Linked DNA regions of Dromaius novaehollandiae: region 1 is linked to region 2. Evidence: chromatin contacts called from public Hi-C data. All regions are on one chromosome and are shown on one strand. Each heading gives the region's core, a stretch centred on a gene start, on an enhancer-like site or on the middle of the called end of the contact. The rest is flanking DNA. Distances are from core to core; before and after follow the strand shown. Region 1 holds the start of ASB4 (ankyrin repeat and SOCS box containing 4). Region 2 holds the start of PPP1R9A (protein phosphatase 1 regulatory subunit 9A).

The links. Hi-C and Micro-C count contacts between places; a contact is called where the count stands out from the background.
Region 1: a Hi-C map of liver shows a contact between it and region 2, with 7 times the contacts expected there. The contact joins the promoter of ASB4 here to the promoter of PPP1R9A in region 2. A contact is called at or near these places in 2 of 4 Hi-C or Micro-C datasets (brain and liver).

What each region holds. Positions count from the first base shown.
Region 1 is chr2:28,059,089-28,061,788 of bDroNov1.hap1, reverse strand. It overlaps ASB4 (ankyrin repeat and SOCS box containing 4), which reads right to left and starts at 1,280. Exons shown (of 5, transcript XM_026098795.2): 1 at 1,067-1,280. The coding sequence starts at 1,280.
Region 2 is chr2:27,869,533-27,872,232 of bDroNov1.hap1, reverse strand. It overlaps PPP1R9A (protein phosphatase 1 regulatory subunit 9A), which reads right to left and starts at 1,335. Exons shown (of 20, transcript XM_064506081.1): 1 at 962-1,335.

The DNA of each region.
Region 1 (2,700 bases), core at 31-2,530, 190 kb before region 2:
TAAGATATTTTTCTCACTGAGTGTGTTAGTTCAGACTCGCTCACCAAGGAAAAGAGCCAGGACTGCATCATCCTCACCCTTATGAAATCAAAAGAGCAGAAGCTAGTTGTTAAATGACAGGTAAACACAGCAAATGAGAAGAGGTGGGATGGTTGTCCCTTCTTTAGGGCACAGAAAAAAAGTGTATTTGTTGTGCTGCTGGGACTGGAGGTGTTTATCTCCATGTGTGCTTAATTTCTGGCAAAGGCTGATGGTTAGGGTTTTTTTTAGATTCACAGGAAGAATCTGTTGGCAAGTAAATAATGAAGCATGCTGATTTTAATGGAGACCAAACTTATTTTATCACTTTGAGCTGTAAAGTGATAAAAGTTTTTAGAAACTCAGCCAGTATCTGGCTGAGAACAGGTTTGTTTTTCTATACTCTGGAAAAGCTGAGATGTCTTTCCTGGTCGTGCCCCTCCATGGTATTTTTACAAATGGTTTGTTCTGATTTGATAGACACAATAGCACACCTCACTTTGAAAACTGCATCTCCCATTCAGCAACATTCAAGGTCCACAGGACTTCCTGAGGACTGAGCTAAGGACAAGTCACTGTAGTACTCTCTTAAACTGAAAATGGAGGACACTGAACATTTTACGTTTTTCAATGGTCTGTTTATGTGACATACCAGGTACGTGTCAGAAATTTATATATCGTGTTTAGCTGCGTGGTCTATTCTGGGCTTTGCACCTGAGTTCATGTGAGGAAAGGCAAAAGACCCCTCTTTCTAGCCTTCCCTGAACCAGCAACACAGAAGCTTGGTTGGGTCTCCGGCCTGCCCTTGGCTGAGCCCACGGATCCGGCCAGCAACCTCCTCTCCGGCGGCGCCCGCGCAGTGCAGGAGGTAGCCCCGGCTGCCACCTCCTCCACGGAGGAGGGCACAGGCTCCTCCTCGGCTCTCAGTATAAAACTACTGCAATTTTACAGCCTGTCAATCGACAAGCATGGTAGGGTCTGAAGGGACAAATGGCCACAGTTTCTTCTAAATTACTCAAACCCATCTACTTCCTGCCGTTGTGTTTACCTTGTTTGTAGGAGGCCAGAATCAAGTTTTCGTCTTCCACTTCAAAGACTGTGTCCACGTCTATTTTCTTCTGGCTCAAGAGCTCTTCCAGTGTTTCATAGTCATTTGATTTCAGGGCTTCAAGAAAAGCTTTTTTAACCAACTTGGCAGCTGCTGCTCGAGTCATTCTCCCCTCCGTATTCTCCCCTTCTTGGTACGTCTCCTCCAGCTCCATTTCCAAATGTATTTGTTTGTGCAGTGAAGAGGGGCGCACTGAGGTCCTAGAGCAGAATTGCATGCTGAAGTTCCTGGAGACCAGAAGGTAATTTTATCACTAAGTCATGCTGATCTGCTTGTTCTATTTATATAAGGAGCATTTCAAGCATTGAAATGCCACTCTTGGATATCACCACACTCTTTTTATGAAAGCGGGGACAGACACACTAGCAATAACACCAAAATAAGAATGATCTTTATGGGTTTTATATACCTCAAGCTTCATTAAGCACATGGTTACCCTCTGCTCCTGCCATACACTCACATTAAAAGACAGTAGTCCTGGGCAGGAGAAACACTCATGTTTCTTTTCATGGTTACCATTGCTGATTACTTCAGCGAGAGGTGATGGTCTCTCTGCAGATGCCTTTTAACTAGCACATTTAACAAAAAGGTGCTCTTCCTGGGGGAGGCTGCTCACTCTTTCCCAGGACAGTGCTAGGCACATCAGTCCTGATTACGTTCCTGCAGCCATCAGGCAGGCCTCCAAAGCAGCACCCCTGCCATGGAGGTCTCAGAGATGCCCTGACCCGCAAAGCCACTAGGGATCACCCTATCTAGCCCAAACTCGTGCATAACATCCTGAGCGGCAGGATTTCCCTAGACTCACAGGTGCCAGGAGGCCATGTGGCTCCATTGTCTCTTCTTACTCCCTCTCCATCGTCTAAATTACCCTTCATCTAAATTGAGAGCCCCTCTCTCTCCCTCACAACCCCATCACCCACTGAATGGTTACCCCTACCTCCGTTTTTGTTCTTCCATGTGCCCTGCCAGCCCTGTCCCTGTCCGTGGGCCAGCAGCAGTGTGTGAGGATGCATGCAAACCCACACCTGGCCACTGTGAGTGCTGCCATGCACCATGCACAAGCGGTTCACACAGCCCTGATGGCATCTGCACCCACTTGGGCTCCTGGTGAGACCACAGCTAGTAGGAGACTTCACACTCTTGATAAATGGGCTGGCATCGCAACCAATAAGAAGATATTTTCATGCTTATTCTTCCTGACCTCCTGCAACTTCAGCTGCCAAGTGGGCTGATGAGGAGATGTGAATCAGGTCATATCAGAAGTCGTGGCAGCCCCTGTGCTCCTTGGGTTTCCAGGGGCCAGTCTTCTGAGCCAGCCCCGCGAGGATTTGCAGGGCATCCGTCCATGGCAATGCTCCCCAGGTCCATGCTAGGGCAAGTGTGCCATAGAAATGTTACAGAACAATTCATGGAGAATTGTGAAATTTGTGAGTACCTCATACCTAACTGCTTTTGAATAAAAAACACTTCATAAAGTAAAGTGCTTTCCTGAGGTATTGTGTTCAGACCTGTAATAATGTTGGGGGAAGGAAAAAGACCAGCCCCCAGTGCTCCAGGCATCAAGTCTGCATCTT
Region 2 (2,700 bases), core at 86-2,585:
CCCCGGCAGCGTTTTTAGCACCGCGCGGAGCACGGCAGGGCCCCGGGAGCCGCAGGCAGGCGGCTGCAGGCGGGATCGGCTCCCAGCCCCGCGGCTCCGGGGACTGCGCACCGCCGGGGCGGGCGGCGCCGCACGGCGAACGAGGCCGCCCTGCGCCCGCTGGGCGCCGCAAGCAAGCGCGGGGCGGACGCGCACACGCACATACACCCGCACGGCGAAGCCACATCACGTTGGGCGATGCGGCAGGACGCCCCGGGAAACGCGCCCGGCCGCGCCGCGCCGCGCCGCGCCGAGGGGCGGCGGCGGGAGCGGGGCGCGCGGCCCCCAACGGCCGCGGGCGGTTGGGAGAGGCACGCGCCAACGGCCGGAGCGCAGCCGAGCGGTCCCGCCTACCTGCGCGAGCGACCCCCGCGCCCCCTCCCCGCCCTGCCGGCGGCTCTCGGGGAAGGACGCGGGAGGACACGAAGTTCAGCGGGGCGGGCAGCGCCGGGGCCGCGCGGCGCGCAGGCGGGAAGGCGCGGGCCGCGGGCGGCAGGCAGCACCTCGCGGCGGGCGCAGCCGCGGCTCGGCCGGGCCCGGCGGGCGCCAGGGAACAAAAGCGGCTCGCGGCGGCTCCCCCGCGCTCTGCCCGCGGCGCGCGCGCTTCCTTACCCCGCCGCGCCGCCCGCCTCAGCGCGGCCGCCGGCTGCTCGGCGCCTCCGTGGAGAACGGCCGCTGCCGCCGCCCGCCTGACAGGAGGCGGCAACCGCCGCGGCGCCTCAACGCCATTGCAGGCGGCGGCGGCGGCTGGGGCACCGACACGGGTCCGCGCGCACACCCGTGGCGCGGCGCGGCACGGCACGGCACGGCACGGGGGAGGAGAGCCGCCGCGCCGCGCCCCGCCGCAGCCCCGCTCCCGCCCGCCGCCCGCCCCCTCCGGCACGGCGCGGCCGCCGCCAGCCGGCGGTGACAGGTGCCTCACCTCCTCGGCGAGCCGCAATGGTCTGCTCCGCCGGGGGCGGGCGGCGCGGCGGGCCGCGCTCCCGCCGCAGCCCGGCCCGAGGCGGGCGGCGCGGAGCGGCAGAGGCCGGGCCCGGCCCGGCGAGCCCGCTCCGCTCCGCTCCGCCCCGCCGCGCCCCGGGCGCCGCCTGCCCGCGGGCCGCAGCGCCCGGCGGCCGCAGCCCGGGAACGGCGGGTTCTCCCGCAGCCGGAGGAAGCGGCTCGGTAACCAGGTCCGCGCCGCGGGCGCTCGCCGCCTGCTGCCGCTGCCCGCGAGCTGCGGGCGTGCGCGGCGGGGCGGCTCGGCCGGAGCGGGGCGCGGGGCCGGCGGCGGCGAGGCAGCGCGGGGGCGGCGCAGCGCCGAGGCGCCGCGACTCCGCCGCGGAGCGGGGCTTGCAGGCTCCCTCCCCCGCTCTCAAAAAATAAACATTTAACGCAGCCTACGTGGAAGAGCAATGCACTGGTAACGGATCCCGACAAACCGCGCAGCAACTCTCTTAAACGTGACTTGCTCTGGCGATCGCAGAAAGGGAAGATGCAGGACGGCAGGAGATCGCTGTACCTGTACAGCCATCTCCCGGCTTTCTCCCATTGCCTGTTAGCTGGGTGAATTTGCCACAAAAATGTTTGGGCTCTATACTGTGAGTGCGAAAAATTAACTGCAGAACGTGACATCTCTAAGTAATTTGTAAATCTGGCAAGCCTAGGAGCTAATGACTGTTAATCACACAGCAACTTCGAAGCAAAGTTCATTAAACTAATTGCATAAACGTCCAAGAAATGGCCTGGGGATGTAGATTGCAAATACTGAAAAATAATGATTCGGTATACAGAATCAAGATACAAGTGACTGAAAATAAAGATATAAGGTATACAACTTTACAAACTTAATTCATTAGTTTTAGTGAGACTGAAGCAAGTGTACCATACACCATTCTAAATATTTGCAGATGTCAGTCTTCGGTTAATCTCATCTGCACCAAGGGTACACAACTCAAAATATTTGCCTCAGTAGAGTTTAAATATCTAGCACATTAATACTGACTAGGAAAAAAAAGTCTTTTGAAACAGGTTGAAAAAAGAATATTTCAATAAGAATATATGCTAAAGGGCAGAAACAGAAGCGAGGACATTTAAACAGTGTTTTTTCCACTGCTGGTAATGAGCCTTGCATAGCTTCCACTCAGGCTACTGCCAGGTGAGGCTCGCAGCACCGGGAGAGATGGGGGGCGGGGGGGCGGGGGGGGGCTCTGAATGCCCTAAAGGCTGCTGAGCGTGACCATGCCAAAGCACTCCAGCACAGCAGGGAGGAAGGGAGATCAGAAGAGGTAAGTAATGGCTGAGGCTATAGATACCCGAACTTCAAAAGCAGTTGCAGAAAAGCTTCACTTCTGAGACGATAGCCAAAAGTAGAAGGATGAGGGAACAACTGCTTCACAGCTTCTTCTGCTGAGGAGTCCTACAGCTGGTTCCCTGCGCGAGGACTAGAAAGACTACAACTAACCAGGATATTCACTATTGCATTGTAAACATCAAATAGCACACCAGATCTGAGGCCCAGCGTATTTGACAGTGTCCTTCTATTGGTATGGTTTTGTAGAAATAAAACCATAAGAATACTTAAGAGAGCTGCTTGACTTTTGAAGATAAAAATACATTAAGAGAACTTCAAGTCTCCTTTATTTTTCCTCCACAGAGAACAGCAATGAATAGTGACATAAA